2 separate regions of the Mus musculus genome follow, and region 2 is linked to region 1. The links are chromatin contacts, called in public HiChIP or PLAC-seq maps. All regions are on one chromosome and are shown on one strand. Each heading gives the region's core, a stretch centred on a gene start, on an enhancer-like site or on the middle of the called end of the contact. The rest is flanking DNA. Distances are from core to core; before and after follow the strand shown. Region 1 overlaps Pde4b (phosphodiesterase 4B, cAMP specific). Region 2 has its middle 24 kb from the start of Gm24869.

Region 1 (5,973 bases), core at 3,001-5,500:
GAGGAGACACACATCCCGTGTTTTGTTCTTATTATCAGCTGAAATAAGTCGGGCAGATTTTTCCTGTTATTTTAATATTTATCAGCATATGACAAAGAGGCATGTTTAAATAGAAACTTTAAAGGGGAATGAAAAACACACGGCTTTGAGTGAGCAGCATGGAGCACTGGAGCACTGCTTTAGAACATAAGGTTTTTTATTGAAAATTTATGAAAGAAAATCAGGTGTGCATTTAGAAGTACTTAATTTGAACTTGTACATTTTGATAGAAATAGAAGGTTTAACAAGTACAGGACGCTGGCTGGAAAAACAGCTCAGAGTTTAAGAGGACACTGTCTGCTCTTCCAGAGGTTCTGAGTTCAATTCCCATCAACCACATGGTAGCTCACAACCCTCTGTAACAGGATCTGGTGCCCTCTTCTGGCCTGCAGGCATACATGCAGGCAGAATGCTGTATACATAATAAATAAATAAATCTAAAGAGGAAAAAACGTACAAGATAATAGTTTGAACATATTCAACAATGGAAGCAAACAGGAGAAGCCAGATGGCAAAAGATGGCTCCCTGCAGCATCTTCCTCTCCTTGTTCCCCACCCCCTTGTTCTCCTCTCTCCCTCCTCTTCTCCTCCCATACTTTTCTCCCTCCTACTTTTTCTTCTCTTCACGCTCCTTCTCTTCCTCTTCTACTCCTTCTTCTTCTGCTGCTTCTTCATTCATGTAAATGAAATGTGATTCTTCAATTCCAATGAATTCTTCCAATCTGGTTGAAGTTTCTAAACTTACCTCGAGTCACTGGGTGATGAAATCTCTCAATCAGAGTCAGCTCTTCTCTCTGCTGGACCAGATTCTCAGCTTTTGGGGAGCAATAGGAAAGTCTTGTCTTTGAAATGACAACTTGTGTTTTTAGCATGATTGTTCCTATTTTGTCGAGAACTTAATTCTGGGGTACACAATGGTTCCCCAGTGGTGTGTCTGTCCCACTGGATCCTGGGTTCCTGGGGGTGAGACCACATCTTTCTCATCTCTTTGTCTTTATAGTATGGTAAATTATGTCTACACGGCCGGAACAGAGTCAATGCCAAACTGGCCAGGACTACGTAAAGGTTGGACTGTATTTGAAAGAATGTGCTCATAAAGATAAAATATAATAATAAGCCAGTTTCTGCGTCTGAAGGAAGTGTTTACTTCTGCGCTTCTGTTTCTTTCTTCAGAGTTTTTATCACTTACTCTACTGAAATTAGAAGGTGTTGGGGCCTTACGTATGCCAATGTGTTCATGCAGTTTTGAATAAGAAAGGATGAAACCTAAGAAGGTGACATTTTGCTGACAAAGTAGGGAAGCCACCATTCAAAGATGGAGGACTAAATGGGCAGAGAGCAGCTCCAAAGCCTGAGTGCGAAGATTTGGGAGGTCACAGTGAAGCCTCGTGAGGGCAGTAAAAATCCTAGGTTATGAGCCGCTCCACTTGGAGACCAGCATCACTTTCTTTTGAATTAGTAAAGTCTTGGGGTTTTATTTTCTGTGTAGGAGTGAAAAAGAAAGGAAAATAATATAATAAAAAGAAAATTAAGTCTAAAACAAGGCAGGAACTTGAATTCTTTCACCTGGACATATTCAACATGGAAGACTGAAAACTCAAGATTTCCCAAAGGAAAAACCAAATCAAATAATTGAAACAAATCAACTTGTATACATATGTGCGGTTATGTAACCACTGCCAGGCTTTCCCCATACCCTTATTCCTGTGCTCGGGCATATATCTCATTTACGCTTTTTTTGACTATGTCATGAGAGAACCTACTAAGAAAATAAATCGCTAGGTGATCACTGCGTTTGCAGAAGGAATTTTTTTTCCTACACAAAAAGATTAGAAACATATTTTTTTTTAGAAACTCTCACCTCTGAGTCTCATAAATGACTTAATTTACAACAATATATACATCAAGTATAGAATTTTGTGGCAGCCAGAATAACGTGTGGAGTAGGGTATTCTATCATACTATTTCATCTAAAATTTACTAAGAGCCATTGGTGCAAATCATGACTATCACCACTTGTAATAGAGCTGTTTTTAAAGTAACCCAGAAGTTCATGGATCATCCAAAATGGCAGCCAACCATGTCGATGAGATATCTGAAGAGCTGCCCGGAGATCTCCAAGCCAGACTACCGCAGACTACAGCTTGGGTGTCTGTAGCATTAACTGTAGTGATTTCCAACATGAGTCAATTAAAATATATTTCAAGGAAAGAATGTATTTGGAGAAATAGGATGAGGAAGCAGAAGTCTTCCAGTAAAGCACAAAATGTGCTGACCTATCTCAACAGCAGCCTTAATTAAGGTTTTTCCCAAGCTCCAGGGAGGCCATGTCTTCTAGCATCACTTCAGGGCCACTCTGGAAGGAATGATGATACAACTGATGAAGAGTAGAAGAGACCTCCTTTCAGGAAGCCTGTTTCTCCACATGACTCCTCACTCATCTTCACTTAGCTTTGACTATTTCTGAGATTCAAGTAGATGTGCCAGATGCACATTTTGCTCAAGAAATAGAACAGGGGCTCAGTACATGGTCTCTGACCCTGAACAGCTCAGAAAAGTCAAGGCTTTGCTAGAACTGCCAGGCCTGGGATGTGAGCGGGACGGCTGTATATGGGCAGAGGTCTCTCTGAGGACCATGGCTCAGGCTTGAAAACTGATCCGTGGCAGATGACTGGAGAGGGAGGCCAGCACAAGCTGAACCTTTACTTCGTTTCTGCATTAAGCAAGAACAGTCAGGCAGGATTACAACACACGGGCAAACAGAAATAAGATCAACCATCTTATCAAAGACCCTGGCCACTCAGGACAAAGGAGGTCCCGAAGGAAATTACAAAAAAGAAAAGGGGAAAAATAAAAATAGCAGACATTTTCTTCAGTGTTCGGTATGATGTGTGTAACCTGGAATTCTGGGACAATCGGCTCAGTTACACCCATATATAAAGAGCCTTTATATACAAATAGAAGTCATAAAATAGAACTATACCAGAAAAGCTGGGAAATTCTCAAGATAGTGCCCCAAATGGTTTGAAAGAGCCTGTTTTGTCTAAAATAGCCATCCTATAAACATTTACCCCAGAACATGGACGCTGAACTGCCTGCAATGATTTGCAATGATTTCATATATGTCTAAATTTAAGGATGGCTAACTGCAAAATCATTAGTAAGGCAGCTAAAGTGAGAATGGTAAAAACTGTTCCCTTGAGCAAACACAGCTAAAAATAAGGTCTTGCTTATTAGTGGCCACGTTCCCTTGTTCAGAATTAATTTCTTCATTTAGCAGGAAAAGTTTTTTTTCCTCATATTAATCAGGACCTGGGGGACCAGCAGCATCTAGTCCCTTAGCATTTGCAGAAAGAGCCAAGTCCGTTCCTCACAGACTCCACATCGTGTTTTCGCGCTGCTGAGAGACACTGTCCACCCCCTCCCCCTGAAAGCTGGAATCATGCATGTTAGTAAGTATTTCAGTTATGCCATTGACGTCAATGGAGTCATTAAATAGATTGCTGGCCCTCCCAGAGGCAAATCACTGCCAGGGACCTAGATACAGACACTTTTTTTTTTTTTTTTCAAAGACAGCCATCAGGTTTTGCTATGAGAGAGAACGAAAAGTTTACACTGTAGCCGACTGTCTCCAAACAGTTTCTTTTTGCCCTTTGCATTTTGTTCCGGCCTTTCTTTCTCTTTGGTTACAGTAGACTCCAAAAGACACCCAGATATTATTGCCTAAATGTTTTGTGCACAAATGGATCTCCTGTAATTGAGACCATAGAGGAAGATACTGAACTTTGAAAAAAAGGAGTCTCTAGTTTGCTCTGTTCAGCCCATCTTGATGTTAATTCAGGGGCATACATTGTTCTAGCCAAATCACTGTTGTCTGCTACTGAAGTTGTTTGACGTTTGGATCCTTAAACAAACAGCGTCCTTCAAAGAGGCACACAGATTGCCTTTTCTGCTGCCTCTGCACGGCTCAAAGCTGTAGCCCTCATCTCTGAATCAATCTTTCTGCAGCTGTTTCGGGCTGTGGCACTGAGCCTCTGTAGCGAAGGGTGGAGGAGGAAGCCAGGAAGACAAACTGGTTCTCAGGGCTGTCTCATCTGCAGCAGTGTACCCACAGGAGGCTATCCACGTGCCTGTGTCCTCCCAAACCCCAGCTGCTGCCCGCCTCAAGCCCGATCACGTAGCAGCTTCCAGGCCTGTCGGAGAAAAGCCCTTCGGGACACAGCTGCCTCTTCCTGGGAATGCCTGCAGGCTCTGTTTACCTGAGCTGCAGCTGGAATGTCTGCCAAGGACTCGCTCCACACCTGGACTTTTCTACCACTGAGGCTCAGAGCCAGAAAGCTACCTTCATCATCTCTTCAGATCTGGCTCCCTTCATCTACCATGCAGGCTATAAAACTTACTTCTTACTACAGTCCTTGCCCCTCCAGTCCATGGATGGTTCCCTTCCTTTATTTATCACTGGGGTGTATAGAAATGCTAGACACTTGAAACTTTTGGTAACCCTTCTTGAGTTACGTGGAGACCCAGGTTCCATGTCCTCCCTGCTCTGTTCCCTTGTTCTGCAGTTCCTGGCTTGGGAGAACCAAAACTGCACCGTCTTCATCCATTTCTCTCTCATTGCCAGGACAGCCAGCTCCTTTAACCACTTCTTTCTAGTCTTTTCTTCTCTCCCGGCATAAAGGACTTTGTTTTCCTGTACCCAAAACATTATGGTCATCTTCCAACGTGGTTTGTTGTCCACAGTGTTTGCACGTTCTGACCCAACCTTCTTTCTGATCTAGCATGCTTCTTCTAAGCCCCATTATTGATTGTTTTGTTATTGTCTTGTTTTGATTTTGGGTGGTGTGTGTGAGTGTGCATGTGTGGGAGTGTATGTGCATTCGTGCGTGCATGCATGCATGCGTGCGTGCATGCATGTGTGCGTGAGTGCATGTGTCCTTGTCTCCCTTATTGCCTTACCCCTACATTGCTCAATTCATGGTTGTGTGAGATAAATATGCCAGCCTCCTGCCTCCTATCTTTCCACACTGACTCTTTTCCCAGGGCTGTATATGTTTTTTTTGCTTCTTCAATTCTTGAGTGACGATTAAAATAAACATGTATTTTCAATAAAAGGCCTGGTATATAGTATATATTTAGAAAATACCACATGATTTATCCATTTCCATCTGGAATGTACATTTTTATCATTTGAGACTACTTATCTGACATCTTCAGATTATGTCCCTATAATGTCCTATTCAATTATTATCTCAGAAACTTTTAATCAGTGTCTCAAAATCTCAAAAATAGTACTTGAAATATCTTGTTTTCTTCCCTAACCGAAGCATGAGTATCTCAAATGCATAGACAAATCCTCTAGTTTTGGGCTTCCAACTAAGAATGTAAAACCTAACTGATGCCCAGTAAACACTAATGGAATGAGCAAATAGCAGTGAATGATTGCCCAAGCTTGAGTCCGAAACATCGGAGGAGCTCGGCTGCTTCCTTTGCTTTGTTCAGGCTTGCCTACATCTCTGCTGACTCTCAGAACATGCGCACAGTGCTGAAATCCCTGGCTAACCTTGATGGCATGTGACGCTCAAAGCACGTGAAGTGAAGCCTGTGCTATCATTTCAGCATGAAGTAACAAAGTTATAAGAAATAGAAAGAAGCAAAATGACTAAATACATGCAGCTTATCATAATAAACGATAACATTCTCTCAGTACCCACCACAGGGCTACAGAATGGGTACTTAATAACTTACCAAGATGGACTGAGTTCGGAATCTGGATCAGTCTCTCCAGTAAATTATTCTCCAAAACTTTGGTTTCTTATCTGGAGAAATATTATTGTTATTGTAGAGTAAATTCTCAGAGTAAATAAGAAAGGCCATGTTGGTTATGACTGAGCTAGACTACCCGTTCCAAATTCTAGCTCTGACTACCTTGTG
Region 2 (6,279 bases), core at 1,230-3,729, 200 kb after region 1:
CACTGCCCTCAGCATGGAGCATGTGAAGCTAGAAGTGGAAATGAGATTGGAGTTCAAAATCTTGGCTATAATAGGACAGGAAATCCGTATGCTGAATGGAGAATGTTTGCAAACTGAAGTAATCACAGTATTGTGCATTTCCAAGACTGAGCAAAAATTTCTTAGGGGCTTCCAAAGTGCTACCATAGGATAAGAGCGGGTGCTTGTCAAATGGGGAAATTGAAATTTCACTAGGGTGTGACTCCTCCTTCCCTGATGAGTCCAGAGAAAAGAAGTTTATTGTGGCCACAAGCTATGCACAAAATGAAATGGATGAACAGAACCATCCAGTATAAGAATTGGAATTGCTATATGTTGGCAATGAATAGTCCTAAAATCTTGGTGGTTTTGCAGATAAAAGTTTATTTCTTAATCATTAAATCTACTTTAAGATGGGCAGCTGTTCAAGACTATCCACTTTCTACTATGGACTGAATGTTTACCCCGAATTCCTACATTGAGAGCCTACTGTCCAACACAGGTATTGAGAAGTAGGATTGTCAGGTAATCAGGAGATGACGGCAACGCCCACCTGAATGAGATTTAAAAGAGGGCATGTGAAAATATAAGAAGTTGAACAGTCTGTGACCTTGAAGGGGTCTTCATCAGTACTCGGCTCCAGTGTTACTTTAGTCTTGAACTTTGGACCTTAGATCTATGAAACACAAATATGTCTGCTATGAGCCACTCAGTCTATTCATTTATTATAGCAACCTATAGACACGTACCAAATAGGGATCCAGGCTCCTGCCTCTTCACAGCTACACTCCCAACAGACAGCTACCAAACTCTAAGATCCTGTAGAAGTCACACCTACCCTAAGTTCTGTTGGCCAGAAGTATCCACTATTCTGCTTCCAAACCACTCACTAAACCTACCCACATGGCTTCACCAGATTTAGGTGCCTGGGATGTACCCAGGACAGAAAAAAGAAATAAATGTGTCAATCAAAGCAATGTGTGGAAGAGAAGGACTTTGGCCTCACAGCCCAGGAGGCTGGCAATGTTTACGTCTCTTCCCAACTGTGCATCCAATATTCAGCTGACCACACCTAGTCCATCAAGTTGCCACCATCTTTTGTAACCTTCCTCAAGGCACAGGGCCACACTCTTGCTGCAGGCCTTTATTGGATTTTGTATCTATGCAAGCAGTGTGTCCCTAGACTAGGAGATTGTAGAGCTATTATAGCGTCATTATGTAGAGCAGAAAGGTCTTAGCTTCACCCAATTGTTACTCTTTAAAGGTTACTCTTCTTGCCAAGCATCCTTCCCTGCTACTGAAAGCAATTCTGTAGCTTGGGTTATCCGTTAATAGTGGAAGCGAGTCATTCATTCCCTTTATGTGATTTTGGTGGCATTCACGCAACTCTACATTTGAAAATTAAAAATGCTTAAGTGAGTCTCCATGACCTCGATTACCTGAAAATATCAGGGATTTGCCTATTACTAAGAATTAAGAAAAACACCAAGACAGAACTGTTTGGAGCAGAGACTTAGTGCTTCTCTGTTTTGTTTTCTTGGCCTTGTAAGACTCCTGGTGTGACAGGATGAGTAATTTATATAAACTGTACTTTGCATAGTAACAGGGCCTCTATTATTTAATAAAGAAATTAGAGAAAGAAGACATCTTCTCTAGAGGATCATCATGACACGGAAAATACCAAGAGATACTAGAATCTACAGGGACACTTTGAGTGAGTGGTCCTGCATTGGACACTCAGAGACATGTTCAATAATGAGGCTATGAATACTCCACAGTCTCCAAACTCAAGTGTCCTGACACTCAAGTTCCATCTTTGAAAAAGTCTACCTTAAAATCTGTAAGAGCTACCAGCAATAAATAAAGGTGAAGCTAAATGCTAAATTCCATAATAAACGCCAACTTACAACTCTAAGAAAGAAGATGCAATCAACATCCAGGTCTAGGACAGAAGAAACAAACTGTAAACAAGTCAATACAAAAAGGAGAATAGTCAGAGGCTGATTCCTCTTGAGGTTCCAGAAACCACATAGACATAACTTCGAAAGGACATGGTGTTTACATAGAATTCATTCTCAGTATTTGACACAACCCAGTTTACCAAAATAGTTTGTTCACAGATGTTGATTTATTATGCCTCTTTCCAAAACATACTCAACTCTAACAAATGATTCATAATTTCTTGACAGTTTCCTTTTGAGTGGAGATCACTACAGATATTTAAAAAAAAAACCCTCAATGTAATTTCACATATAATGTATGTAGTTTTACACTGTGAAATTGAGGTCAATGCCAGCATTCAAAGATATTTTATCACCCACCATCTTAATTTATGTAAGCAATCGCTATGATGTTCTCACAACAAAGTCACTTATGGACACACTTCTCAGAAGGTATCCCGATTACCAAGCAACATATGACTGTGTCTTTCACCCATCACTCTTTGTGGTTCTTTTCATGCAGGTTCTAGTGAAACACGGAGGAGATCAGTGGTAATCTGTGGTTCCATCTCTACAGCCTTTGAGCATCTCTTCCCCACCTCGTTTCCTTCTGTGGTTTATACTGATTTTGATGTATTGCTTTAGCCTCTGGTGCCAATTCCTCCAGTTTATGTCCTGTCTGTAGAGTTTTCTCTTCTTCAGCTAAATATCTTCCCCCAAATTCTGATGTGAACAAGCAATTACCTTCTTAAGGTTCTCAGTGATTCCTCATTACATGTAGCTACAATATTGAGAGTATGTGCACACCCCTCTGTATACAGAACAAAAGTATTCTGAGGAGAATTCAGTCGAGAACAACTGTAAAAGAACTGAATTCCAGATATCCTGTTGGCTCTCATTCCCAATCACATGTGCTCAAAGTAATTGCAGTGATTTCATTTGTCTACACACACACACACACACACACACACACACACACACACACACACACACACACACATATACACAAGATTGATGTACCTGCCCAGGCCACCAAATTGGAAGGGAGAAACCTGAGCACCTGCCTCCTGCACCACTACTGCACGAATGTGTGATGGAGAGATGGGAAAGATGGAGGATGGACTATGTGGTGGAAAGACTGAAGAGAAATGTGAAGCAAAGGAATGAGTATACTGTGGCAAAGGTGGAACTGGAGACTCAGTGGTAGTAAGGAACATGCAGATACGAGGAGATCATGGTGAATTCCTGACCCTAGATGCTGCCAAGGGTCATGGCTGGGTCCATGGTCTTGCTTCAGCTGTGGACTGTGCCGAAGTCTGTGGCCCAAGTTTCCACCAACAGCCAAGAGGATTCCATAATCTGGGTGTATGCTGGAGACCATGTGGATATCAGAGGGCTATGCTGCCCCCAAGGTCCATGCTGATCTAAGTGGCCTGGCTGCAGGCCCAAGGCCATGGGGACATCTGGGTCCATGTTTTCTGAGTCCATGCTACTTTGGGAGCCAAGGTCTGTGTTGATGCCCAAGGTCCACGTTGCCACCCAAGACCATGCATATATCCCTGGTCTGGACTGTCACTTGAGGCACTGTGTTGAGCTGCCCCTGCCCCTAATCAGCTACCATGCTAGGGAGAGCTGGCTAGCCCTATCCTTCACCTAGCAGCACAGTAAAACTAACCCTGATGGCAGCGGAGGGGAGAGCCAGCTCCAAGGGCATGAGAGCAGGAGAACTGACATGGCATTGGGTGAGCCAGCTGGAGCAGTGCTCAAGAGCCCACCCTGGTGATTTGCGCACAGGAGAGTTGGTAGGCTGACCAATTCAGATACCTCTCAGGCCCAGATCCAAGGCTTTGAGTTGGTCCACCCCAACATCTACCTCACCTATGATCAGCTGAAACACATGATGGACAGTCCTGCAGATCCAAAGCTGCAGGATTTCCATCACACAGGGCAAAAAGAGAATATCAGAGAGGAGTTCCTGTGAGGATCCAGTATAGATAGTGTAGCAGAAGTCGCCCATTTCATCTACAGACAATTCTGTCTAGAGAAGGACACATGTTGCAGAATAGTCAACTACTGGCTTTATTGAGACAGGGACAGTGGCCCTTACATTTTCTGCATAAGTCTGTCAGATTGGTGATCCTTGGCCAGAAGGCCGGAGATGGATGCCCTTGGATTCTAAACGATTGGGGCACTGTGCAGATAGTCAGCTGTCACAACATTGCCTTAGTTTTGGAAGATATGTTTAGTGCTTCCTATATTTTCAGGTAATTTTAAGTCATTCTCAGATTTCTGGTGGGGTTGAAGACTGGTTGTAGTCTCATACCCAACCCAAGCTGTTTAGCATTAAGAGAGATGATATAGATTTGAGAGGATGTTTTTTCAGATGGTATACAATCTAAAACCAGGACACAGCTCAGGAGTAGAATGGTAAAAGCCTTTTAAGTTAGGAGAGACGGTAGAGTACTCAATCTAAATTGACAAGCTGATGAACTGGATGTCATTTATACCTCATACCATGTAATTTACTTGTCATGATTTTTTTTTCAATTTATATCTGGGAGAAGAGGTTTTTAAATTTTTTTATTGTACAGAAAAGGTGAGATGTAGGGGGAGGAGCTAATAAATAAAATCTGGTTCCCTAATTGTTTCTTAATTGGGCCAATAAAGACCGCAGAAGCTCATCACTGGGCGAAGAATAAGGTGAGATTTCCGGGTCCCAGGAGGAAGAGATGGGAACGAGAGATGATTGGGATTTGGAGCAGATAAGAAGTAACAGACATCTCTCAGGGACCAATAGTTTGTAGCCTCTGCAGGCCGCTGCCAAGGCTGAGGAGGATGGGGCAAGAAATTGTTCACCCAACAGTTGTGTTATTCGGCTGGTTTTAAAATATTAAGGATGTCTGGCGTTTTCCATCAAGGCGAGTCAGGTGGACAGGAGAAAATGGGCCGCCAGAGCAGTCGGTTTGTGGAGCGGGAGTGGTATCTCAGGAGGGACAGTTCTTTCTTTCTTTCTTTCTTTCTTTCTTTCTTTCTTTCTTTCTTTCTTTCTTTCTTTCTATACATTTTTTTCTTTATTTACATTTCAAATGTTATCGCTTTTCCCGGTTTCCCACCTCCCAGAAACACCCTATCCCATTCCTCCTCCCCATGCTTCTATGAGGGTGTTCCTCCACCCATCCACTCCCGCCTCCCCACCAGCCCTCGATTTCCCTACACTGGGGCGTCTATCGAGCCTTCATAGGACCAAGGATCTCTTCTCCCATTGATTTCTTGGGTGACTTAGCAGAGTCAGCAGGAGAAACAGGTGCGATGGAAGTGGAGCCAGTGGGGGCGTTATCTTCGAGATAAGTCATGAGGGGCCACAGCACTGGACAAGGAGACCAGGCAAGGACCAAGTGTGCTTTTCAAAACTACCTGCAACAATTTTATTATTAAACAGCAACCCTTAATATCTTGTAAGACCAAGTCTTAGCTCCATCAATGTTCTTCCCCTCCGCTGCCTCAAGAGGAACCATACAAGAAAGAAGAACAGCCGGGGCTGGTCCTCAGCATAACATCCACATTAAGATGGGTCTTCTTATCTCAAATAGCTAAACCTAGAAAATTTCTTACAGACTTGCCCAGTGGTTTCTCCTCTAGGTCATTTCAAGTTAGTAATCAATATTAGCCATCACAGTCGCTAAACAGTTTGATAACGGACCACAATTTCTCTAGGCAAATATCTCAGAGACACAAGGTCTACGGGGCTACTGTGCAGCAGGATTGCTTCCACTTCCATTGAATTATTTACAGGAACATCTTAGAACATCGTGGTGGTCTAAATGGGGTTGACCCCCACAGCCTCAGTGGTTTGAATTCTCAGTCCCAAGTTGTAGAAATATTGAGGAAATATTGAGGAAAGACTAGGAGAGAGCAGGCTTTGAGGCTTCAAAAGCCCATGTTATCCCTAGTTATTTCTTCCTCTCTGCCTCATAGTGGTTGTCACAAGATATAAGCTCCCAGCTACCGCTCATGCTTGCCTGCATGCTGTGTTCCCTGACATGATAGACATGAACTCTCACCCTCTGGAACCATGAGCTGCAAATTAAATGCTTTCTTTTACAAGTTGGCTTGGTCACAGTGTTTTGTCACAGCAATAGAAAAGTAACTAAGAGAAACCTACAACATGACAGACTTAAAAATTGGAGTTAGGGGTGGCTGGAAAGGTGGTTCAGTGGTTAAGAGAGCTAGGTGCTCCTACAGAGGGCCTGGGTTTGATTCATAGGAACTATAGGGTAGCTCACAAACATCTATAACTCCACTCTAAGGGAGCTAATGCCCT

What was found. HiChIP or PLAC-seq counts read pairs in DNA pulled down with a chosen protein or histone mark.
Region 2: a contact with region 1 is called in a BATF HiChIP or PLAC-seq map of CD8 T cells, with 16 read pairs. The contact joins two enhancer-like sites. A contact is called at or near these places in 1 of 15 datasets of contacts at CTCF or cohesin (CD8 T cells), 7 of 484 Hi-C or Micro-C datasets (B cells, Th1 cells, embryonic stem cells and 3 more) and 6 of 115 datasets of contacts at active chromatin or transcription factors (CD8 T cells, DN3 thymocytes, T-cell acute lymphoblastic leukemia and 2 more).

The regions. Positions count from the first base shown.
Region 1 is chr4:102,507,576-102,513,548 of GRCm38.p6, forward strand. The region is part of intron 5 of Pde4b (phosphodiesterase 4B, cAMP specific); the gene reads left to right. It overlaps Gm52668 (a long non-coding RNA gene), which reads right to left. Exons shown (of 3, transcript XR_003955083.1): 2 at 5,788-5,858; 3 at 634-2,752. Among named protein-coding and RNA genes, the nearest start is that of Gm52668, 4.9 kb to the right of the region's middle. Within about 2 kb of position 4,251, at least 242 of the 459 cell types and tissues checked have an H3K27ac peak or open chromatin away from gene starts, as enhancers often do. A contact at or near this core is called in CD8 T cells, DN3 thymocytes, Th1 cells and 1 more, where this site is marked.
Region 2 is chr4:102,709,467-102,715,745 of GRCm38.p6, forward strand. No RefSeq gene overlaps it. Among named protein-coding and RNA genes, the nearest start is that of Gm24869, 24 kb to the right of the region's middle. Within about 2 kb of position 2,480, at least 21 of the 459 cell types and tissues checked have an H3K27ac peak or open chromatin away from gene starts, as enhancers often do. A contact at or near this core is called in CD8 T cells, DN3 thymocytes, Th1 cells and 1 more, where this site is marked.